2 separate regions of the Mus musculus genome follow, and region 2 is linked to region 1. A link is a contact called in public HiChIP or PLAC-seq data. All regions are on one chromosome and are shown on one strand. The core of a region is the stretch at or near the end of the contact, and the rest is flanking DNA. Distances in the headings are between cores, read along the strand shown. Region 1 overlaps Adcy9 (adenylate cyclase 9). Region 2 overlaps Srl (sarcalumenin).

Region 1 (4,989 bases), core at 1,064-3,563:
ATCCATTACTGAGCTAAGTCTTTAACACAGAGGGGGCTTTGGCAGGAACTAGAATGGGCAATGGAGGAGAGCCAGTCAGGACACTGGGCCTGAGGATGTGAACTTGAGCTGACAGCCTCTGGCCTGCTGTGTTCCTGTGGCTGGAAGGCAAGGAGAGCAGCTTGGGCTGTGGTAGGAAAGCACAGGACTAGGGGTATGGAAAAGGTGAACTGACTTCATTTATTCAGGCGAGCTGCAAGCTTTACATAGACGTCTCAAGAAGTATATTTATCTTGAGTAATTTTGTACTTGTGGTAACTCTTTGTCATTTATGTACATAAACCCATCATTATACACTCACTTATCCCCCCCCCCCCTTGGGGGAACAAAGCTTCAGGTTATTTGTTTTACATAATTTCCAGGATTTTAATGTAATGTTGTTAAATTCTGTTCAGTTGCTTTTTCCTTCCAAAGCAGGAAAAAATGCTATACAGAAATCAGCTTTTCAGTCATTTGTTTTCATATTTGATTTATTTGAGAAATAGTAGCTTACTTTTTTTTAAAATGTGATCTAGAGAGGAAGAAAACCTATAGTCATCTGATATATTTTTTTGTATACAGATTTTAAAATAACATTGTATCACAAAAGCTCTGATTTAAGTAAATGTTGTTTATGAGTGATCCAGTTAACTTTACATTATTAAGTGTGACTACTTGAAAGTGCAGGTGGCACTGTATTTTGTGACTCTTTGTGACTGAGTTCTTATCTCCAGAAGTGTCTAAGGTCATCTGTGTTCCTTTTTGTCATGTCAGGGCACTGCTTGATAGTTGGGGTGGGGGCTGTGTCTGACAGGGGAGCGCTGTTACAGAATTATCACAGTTGTGAGATGGCTTCGCTCTTGCAGAGCAGCTTTCCATCTTAAGATGCTCTCTCCGCCCCCAAGGTCAGCACATTTGGCAGAGTTCTCCCCACTCCTGCTTAGCCTTGCTGACTTTCAGATTTCTCTTGTTTATAAAATATAAACTCTGAAGTGGCTGAGCTTTAAGGTCCCCACTGTCCTCTAGGAATAGCTGAGATTCTCTCAGGATTGGAAAATAGTACTTTCCTTAATTCGGAGAAGTGGTTTCCCCTTTGTCCATTGATTTAAACTAAGAACCCTCATTTAGACAAATTTAGCATAGGGAAATTCAGATTTACAGAACCACTAAATTATGGGGTATGTTTAAGATTCTTAACTTCATAGAGGGTTCTTTGCTTCCTTTAAACATAAGTAAGGTTGAATTCTAGAAGTATAAATTTACACATGGGTTTTCGGGATCACATTTGTTATACAAAACAAGAATATCCCATGAGGACCCCACTTCACTTTGAAAGTTTGAGAACTGTTTTTGAAATAGCTTGGGGGAACTGAGAAATGAATACAATTGTTTAAAGGATGTGTTTCTTTTTGGTCTGTCTCTCTCTGTGCGTGCGTGCGTGCGTGCGTGTGTGTGTGTGTGTGTGTGTGTGTGTGTGTGTGTGTGTGTGTGTATGTGTGGTGGGGGAGGGGTAAGTAGGGTGGTGTATGGTGAGTGCTTATGAAGATCAAGGGGCAGTCTTGGGTGTTGGTCTTTGTTTCAGACAGAATCTCTTTGATGGTGCTGCCTGGGGGCTTCTGGAGATTCCCCACCTTGCCACCCACCTTGCCTTAGGAGCACAGGGGTTCCCCATGTTGTCCTGGTCATATCCACCTTCCCATGGGTGTTCCTTAGCCTGGACATGAACCTGAACATTAATTATGTCAGAAAGAGAACAGAAGATTAGTTGTCAATAAAATGAATTTCATGGTGTTGCCACGTTTTTCTTTAGTAGAACTGAGCAAATATTAGACTAATAAGTTTGTTACCAAGTGTGCCACTCATAAGGTACTTGTTTCTCCTGCCTTTATCCCCCAGTTTGGTTGTCACGTATAGTAACTCAGAGACTTGGTGGTCTTCCTAGGAGTCCCCAGGTATATTGGAGCTCCGAATATTATAAAGATTTTTTATTTTCTCTGTACATTTTGCTTCACTTCAATCACTGATATAAAACATTTGATCCCCAGTCCCCTCCCCTCCCCCTCACACAGTGGGGAGAATGTTCTAGGAGTGAACCGAGAGCCTTGAGCTTGCCTTTGGGCACCACCCTCTGCTTTGTTTATAGTGGTTTGAACCTTGCCTTTCTCCAGTGCATTCCTTATCCTTTCTAAGGAATAGCAAGGGCGCTCCTGGCAGGGAATGTAACACTCTGTGGTTTGCAAAGCTAGTGAAATAAAGTAGCAAGAGGGAAGTGCTCTATTTGGTTTTGAAATACAGTGTTGTCATTGAATAGTACCTTTGTCCCATGACCTGTGGTCAAACTTGAACTCCACAGAGGTCCAGGTAGTGAGCCTGCCAGCCAGAGTCACGCAGACATCCAAAGTGACTGACGGTGTTCCTGTCTGTTTGCAAGGGTTAGAAACTTAGGATTGCCATGCAAACAAGATATTTCAGGGGTGTTTCCTTGTCTTTTACACACATTTCCCAGAGAATTTCTCAGCTGGAATAACTTAGCACAATGTTCTTTCTGGCTCAGGAGAGAAATTTTTATCATGAGTGCTTTAAGAGCTGCGGGTTCTAAGATGTCAGCTTGGTTCCTCTGCTGTGTGAGCTCAAGTAGAACCGTTTGCCTTCCCAGCTCTGCGCATGCTGCGACTTTATTTATAGCAGTTGAGTTTCAGATGCTTCTCCTGGAGAAGCCCTGCCCTGAAGTAAGGTTTCTGTCTCTTCCACAGCTTTGGCTGAGGTTCAGCAAGTGTCCCTTGGCTGATACATTTGAACTTTTCTTTGATTTACTTTTTCATATCAAAGTTTTTTTTAGAAACAATTTTCATGCCATGCAACTTGCTTATATAAAGCATTCAGTAAATGTTTCTCAATATGTACTTATTTATTTGTGTGTATGTATATGGGTACATGTGTACCAAAGCATGCGTACAAAGGTCAGAGGGTAACGTGTGTGAGTCTTCTCTTCTCTCCTTCTACCATGTGGATCCTGGGAATTGAACTTAGATTGCCAGCCTTGGCTACACGGAGTTTACCCATTGAACCATCTGACTTTTTAAGAGCTGTGTGAGCATCTCCACAATCAATTTTTGGAATGCTTATTAATTAGCTGTCACTTCCTGTTCTCCCCAAACTTCCCTCCCAGCTGTTGGTGATGATGCAGAACCTGCAGACTTTTCATTCAAACAGAATCATGGGCCCTTTGATGAATGGCATCTTTTGCTAGATATCATGTGCCCCTGCCCCACGTGCTGGAGATCAAAACTAAGAGCCTACATGTGCTAGGCAAACACTCTGCTGCTCTCTGCTCTCTGGTGTTCCTGAGCTCTGGACCTTGCAGCAGGAACTCATCAGTGTAAGGGCAGACATCATTTTCTTTGTCCATCTGTCAGTCGATGGAACAGGTTTTTTTTTTTAAACACCCAAGCTGATTAGAATAAGGTGAGTGATAGGAACCTTTATTGATTAATAATGTACCATGTATGAGAATTAGCCCTTTTATTTTTGCCATTGTTTGAGTTTTTTCTGAAAGAGGAGGTTAAGTGAGAATTAGGACTAGATTATAATTTGATGTACATATTTTATAACCAGTTAAGTTATTTTTTTAAATAGTCATTCTCTCTTCTAGGCTTATTCCAGGTTGATTAAACATTAAGTTCTTGGGGGCTTTTCCCTTTCTTCCAGCCAGTTCCTTACTGGAGGGTTATAGGGGAAGGATGCGGTCGAGTATGAAACCGCTCTCATCTGATACTTTGTAGATGTAAGTACCAATTATAGTAAGTCTCTCTGGATGCCTGAGTTCTCTGAAGAGCTGAAGATTTCATCCAGTAGTCAATCAGAAAAAAAAAAGAAATCCTTTTTCTTTATTCATTTTGGAGACAGGGTCTCACTTTGTAGCTCAGGTTGGCCTTGAATTCTTAGCAAGCTTCCTGCCTCAACCTCGCAGTGTTGGGATTTCTGGCACAAGCCACCTTCCATGCCTGCCCAGCAGCCATTTCCCTGTTTTAACCAATGTAAACATCTGGTTCTGTATTTTTGCAGTGTATGAAACAGTTTCATAAAAGTGAAATATGCCAAATAAAATGTGATTTTTCCTGATGACTCGGTCATTTTTACTCCTTGTTATTCCGCCTTCACTAATATAGAAATTTCCTTTTAAAATAGTTTTTTTTCTTTAAGCAAATGAAGATTGCTCTGTTTTTCCATCCCTTACATTTTGAAAATTAATCTTTTTGATCTGTCTCTTGCTGTCAACTCTTACATAACTGTTAGTATGTTTCCCTGTAGCAAGTTTGCTCTGGCTTTTACTTTGTTCCATAAAAACAAAACAGAAAATATTGAAGCACGTTAATCCTGCTGGGACAGTTTGATCAGGACTTGGGATGTGAGCTAGGCTTGCTGGTTCTGGCCTGTAATCCTAGCACTCTGGAGATAGAGGAAGGAAGATCAGGAGATCAGGATCACCCTTGGCTACACAGGGAATTCAGGGTCAGCCTGCGCTTCTTGAGACCCTGTCCCAAGACACAATAAGAAACAACAACCTAGAAAGCAAACAAAAGGAATATGAATGCCATCTTTGAGCCCTTTTTTTTTTTGGTATAAATTCTGAATAAATGAAGTTGCAAGGTACTTGAGTTTAGAATAAGTATATTACTAAAGAATTATTTTTTTAGCATTTACTTACTTATTCTGGTGTGTGTGTGTGTGTTGTGTGTGTTGTGTGTGTGTGTGTGTTGTGTTTGTTTGGAGACAGGCTATATATGTATAGCCTCAGACATACTATCTTGCCAAGGCTATCCTTAAAATCCCTCCTGTTTCTACCTTCCAAGAGATATGATTAAAGATGTGTATCACCATGAATATTTTCTTTTCTTTTTTGTTTCCTTCCTTCCTTCCTCCCTCCCTCCCTCTTTCTTTTCTTTTCTTTTCTTTTCTTTTCTTTTCTCT
Region 2 (4,590 bases), core at 539-3,038, 95 kb before region 1:
GCAGCAGCAGCAGCAGCAGCAGAAGTTTTAAGCCAAACATAGCTCTGTCATTGGCTAAGTGGAGGTAGGAGTGAAGATTTGGCTTGGACAGGGACAATTTAGACACTGCAGGGAGCTGGGTTCTAGAAGCCAATGACTCCTGTGGCCTCAAGGCAGGTGCTTTTTAGAGTTTTGCTTAGTGAAGTTAGATAAGTAGTTGGTCACTCAGATGATTCTCTGTAATAGCTGCCTTTGCTGCTGTGTCCCGTTCCTTCACCAAATCATTGAGGGACCAGAGTACTGCCTGGGATGAGCCATATTGGTGGGATTAGCCTTGACTTTAGAGACTTGGCCAGGAAGCCAAAGAAAACCACCACTGCCTCTTCTACTAGACCTCGTCTCCTTTGTCTGGAGGAAGGGTTAAAGGCCAAAGGATGGCTAGAGACTGGTTCTGGGTCCTGGGAGGATGTGGACAACCTTCCTCTGGCAGAAACTTCTCTGTTGAAACCCTAAATGGCATCAGCTGGCAGCCACATTGTTTGATAAAGTCTTTACCTGGAATGGTGAACAGTCACTCTGTAGAATAATGTAGAATAAATAAACAAATAAGTAAAATGAATACATTGATGAAGGCAGGAGAAGAGGCTGCTGGTCTGTGTCTGTCCAGCCCAGCAGTGTCCAGAGACAAGATGTGGAAGACGGGTCAGTGGAAGGCAGAGGGTGTGAGACAGAAGATAGAAAGAAAGAGGACAGCATCAGCATCGTGGGTTCTAATGTTTCCCTGGTCACTTTGGATTTACAACCCATGAGAAGCTGACATGTGAGCCAAGGACAGCTGGTGGGACTTGGAACTCCTGTATGCTCCAAGGCCAGCACGTCCTGATAAAGTGTAGAACCAGGAAAGACTTTTCCCTTGGCATCTTTATTACTATTGATGGCTCATTTGCATATGTGTATATGAGTCATGGTCAAAAGGAGGATTTAACATTGAGGGTCTCAGGCCTTGGTGTTATGTAGAATTGTCTTATAAAACACAGCTATCTATGGGCCCAACCCTAGAGCCTGGATTCAGTGCTTGAAAAGCTTTGCAGGTGTGGTCACAGCATTCTCAGGAAGAAGGCTGCATGGGTGGCTTATGAAACAGATATCTTATATTTCCTGTGTCTGCCTCCTCCTTTCAAGAGAGATTGATAAACCTTGCCTTTTCTACCTGAGAGGGCTGTGAGGACCCCCAGCTCTCTCAGAACCATGAGGGCCAGACAGGATCTCTCTCAGAACTTTGCACCCATGGATCAGACAAGTGAAGGACTGCTACCCAGAACAGAAAGGAAGAGCTCTGATTGCTGCTCTTCTTCTTTCCTCCCCAGTCTATAAACATTTGAGGGAGGCAAGGAACATGAAGGAGGCCTCATCTCTAGGCTATTTCATCTCCTTCTACTCTTAGCTACTTCCTGGAACCCAAGCAGGTAAACCTCGGAGATTCAGTGGGAACACTAGACTGAAGGCCACAGACCAGGGCTCTGTCCCGGCCTGACCTTGTCCTCTGGCCAGCCCTTAAGTCCCTCCCTTTCCAGTTGGGTTCATAAGGCCCTTGGAAACTCAACAGTTCTTCAAGTCCACAGAAGGCGCTGTGGGACAAAGGAGGGGTAGAGGAAGTAAAGTGAGGGTGCCTCTGGGGGGGGGGGGAAGAGAAGCCCAGCAGTATGTGGGAGCAACTGATGGCGTGAGGGTTGGTAAAGCAGCAAAAAGCTTAGATTCCTCAAGAGGGTTGATTGGGGGGGCGGTGCCCAGAAAGAGGTAGTAATGCTTATGCCAGGCTGTGCCTGAGTGTGAGTGAGCTGGGGCCCAGCACATCAGGTGCTTAGTCCTCCCATGGGCCTCTGGGGGATGAGCTGGAGGCTATTCATGTGCCTTGACGTCAGTGCTCAGGCCTGGCAGAGCTGAGGTGGCTGTGCTGGCAGGGGTTCATACAGTGTGAGACTTCACATCCTAGAGGGAATCACACGCTTTCCACTCAGCCCACCTGGGGTCCTCTGTGTCCCCTCATCCCTCTCCCCTTGGGCACCAACAGGGACTCTGGCAAGAAGCCAGGGAGGGAGAAAAGGAAGGACACCGGCCTTGGGTCTCAAGGAACTGAGCACCAGATGTGCTCCCCCAACAGACTCGGGTCCAGTGCTTCCTGAGTGTGAGACGCGGGAGCCCCAACAGGACAGCTGGCTTCATTGAAAGTCTTTCTGCCAGAGCAGTTAGTTTTAGCCTGAGAAGGAAGGTCATGGGGGCATCAGCCTCTCATTCCAAACTGTTTAGCAGACATTCAGGAGCAGGTTGGCTCTAAGGTAAAAACCAAATATGGGAGATATCAAGGTATCTAAAAGTGGAAACACAGCAGTCTGAAGGCCTCAGGTAACTCCACAACATCTGGCTTCTCATGCTCTTTTGGATGATGCCACTCTCACTGGAGTCAGAGTTTCTCTGAAATATAAGAAGAAGCCAGTCCTAGAATCTATTTACCTCGGTGTCATCACTATAGCCACCACCACCACCACCACCACTGTCACCGTCATCACCTTCTTCATCATCATAGAGCAACAGGAGCCTGTGGAAAGGGTTAGACTCATCAGAGAGACAACTAGTAACTACCGCTGTTCCAAGGAAAGATGCCAGGTTTCAGAGGCCTACCCCAAGTTGGGAGCTCCTAGTGGGGATCCGCTCAATATAGAGGGGCTGGGAGCAGAAGCCTTGGGGTCAAAATTATTTTTCTTTGAGCTGCGGTGGTTTGTAATTTTGTGTGCTGGCATTACTGAAGATATTTTTTGTTGTTGCTGGGGCTGCACCCTGGATAATTTACATGTGAAGGAGAGGAACCAAGAGTGAAGAACAAGGTGGTTCCATGTGTTGAGAACCATAGGGAATGGAGAGGAAGTGGTGGAGACCAGGGCCTCCTGATCCAGAGTTATCTGTACGGATCCTTGTGTCCTGGCTGGCGCCTGAGAACTCTGTCTCCAGAGAACTCTGAGGCAATGCTGAGGAAGAAGCTGGTTTCTGGGCCACAATTTGAGTAGTGATAACCCTGCTCAGAGGTCAGGCAATGTCCTTTCCAAAGGCCCTCAGTCTGTTACTAGCTATGTGACACTGGTAGGGCCCAGCATATAAGTCTTCTCACCTATGAAAGAGACATAAGTAATTGTTTTTCAGAAGCAAGTAACTCTAAGTCTTAAGCGAGACTGACATGTTTCCTATTGCCTGGCATGGTAAATAATTATGTGACTGTTTCTCAGCTATATTTATACATCTTGTTGCCCAGAGGATTGTCAGTTTCCTTAGGTTAAACCAAATTCCTGCCCAGATTCTTCTCAGGGACTAGGGAGTTAGAAATGCAGGAGAAGGAATTGGGGCAAGTAATATTTAGCTCCCCCTGCTGTGACCAAGGGACCAGGAATTCTTACTGGTACCTACATGTAAATGCAGACTCCTAGAACTTTCTGTAGGGCATCCAAGGGTCATACGCACTGGAAACACACAATTAAAACATTGATTCTGCTACCCACGAGCGAGGTATATAATCCTGGAAAGGGGATAAGTGCAGTCAGGGGCTGGGATTGCCATCAGAAGGTTCCTGTGCCCCCTGAATACATCATGGACCAGGAGTTGGCAGCGCTGTGTTCTAATCACATGGTGGCCATGTGTCTGTGGCAAAGCAAAGACCATCACCAATTTAGGTCTAGAATCTTCCAGACAAGATGAGCGAGCTCAGAAATACTGGTGTGCTTGGGGTAAAGTTTTATACATTTGTATATAGGGCTCCTCTTTAGGAGCTTCTGGTCCTTCAGGAGCTGGCACAGTTGACTAGTCATGGGAACTAGTGAGAAAACGCTCATTCCCGAAGGCTGGAGACTGCCCCTGCCTCTGAGAACTGGTAAGGGCTCAGGTACCTGGAGATGAAGGCTGTTTACTTCAATGAAGGAGGCGATGCAAGCACTAGTCTTTGTCTAAGAGAGGGTGTCCTTTTCCAGCACAGGGGTGGAGAAGTCTTAGTCACACTGAAGTGGGGAGTCTATATCCCACCCCTTCCCATGGGGTTGCAGTTTCTCCCACAGGCCTCCTCTTTAGGCACATCCCAGTTTGGGAGAGAAGATCAGAAGGGCTAGGCCCAAACTTTGCTTCACATCCCTTTCCAAAAACACCCAACTTGACCCTTGGTGGCAGTGTCTGGCATAGACTGGGCCCCTGTTTGCTCTGTTGTCCCTGTGCCCTCTGCTCTGTGGGTACAGTTGCAGGACCTTAGAAGGGGATCCCCTTCAGAAGGGGTTGGCTGAGGCCACTGGGAAGCCCAGGCCCTGCCCATTTTGGATGTCTCCTCCTCAGGCCCTGTTTCCTCTTAATCTGAGGTAGGGAGGCCAGCAAATGCCTGCCCTTAAGGGGACAGGGTTAGATGTGTGACTTAATAAAGCCGAGAGCCATGAGTAATCCCCTGAGTACTTTGCCGTGTAACCCAAGATTATCTGGCCTACAAACACCTGTTTTCACTCCTTTGCTGATAGTAGTATAAAAAGCATGCTGGTTAATGACTCTAGGAACCGACAAGGAAAGGAATGCACTCGCCTTTGTCCT

The links. HiChIP or PLAC-seq counts read pairs in DNA pulled down with a chosen protein or histone mark.
Region 2: an H3K27ac HiChIP or PLAC-seq map of microglia shows a contact between it and region 1, with 5 times the contacts expected there. The contact joins two enhancer-like sites. A contact is called at or near these places in 1 of 15 datasets of contacts at CTCF or cohesin (the NIH/3T3 cell line), 3 of 115 datasets of contacts at active chromatin or transcription factors (embryonic stem cells, forebrain and microglia) and 3 of 9 other capture datasets (adipose tissue, liver and pancreatic islet).

What each region holds. Positions count from the first base shown.
Region 1 is chr16:4,402,830-4,407,818 of GRCm38.p6, reverse strand. The region is part of intron 2 of Adcy9 (adenylate cyclase 9); the gene reads left to right. Among named protein-coding and RNA genes, the nearest start is that of Adcy9, 15 kb to the left of the region's middle. Within about 2 kb of position 2,313, at least 58 of the 459 cell types and tissues checked have an H3K27ac peak or open chromatin away from gene starts, as enhancers often do. A contact at or near this core is called in adipose tissue and microglia, where this site is marked.
Region 2 is chr16:4,498,114-4,502,703 of GRCm38.p6, reverse strand. All of the region lies in intron 1 of Srl (sarcalumenin), which reads left to right. Among named protein-coding and RNA genes, the nearest start is that of Srl, 23 kb to the left of the region's middle. Within about 2 kb of position 1,788, at least 53 of the 459 cell types and tissues checked have an H3K27ac peak or open chromatin away from gene starts, as enhancers often do. A contact at or near this core is called in adipose tissue and microglia, where this site is marked.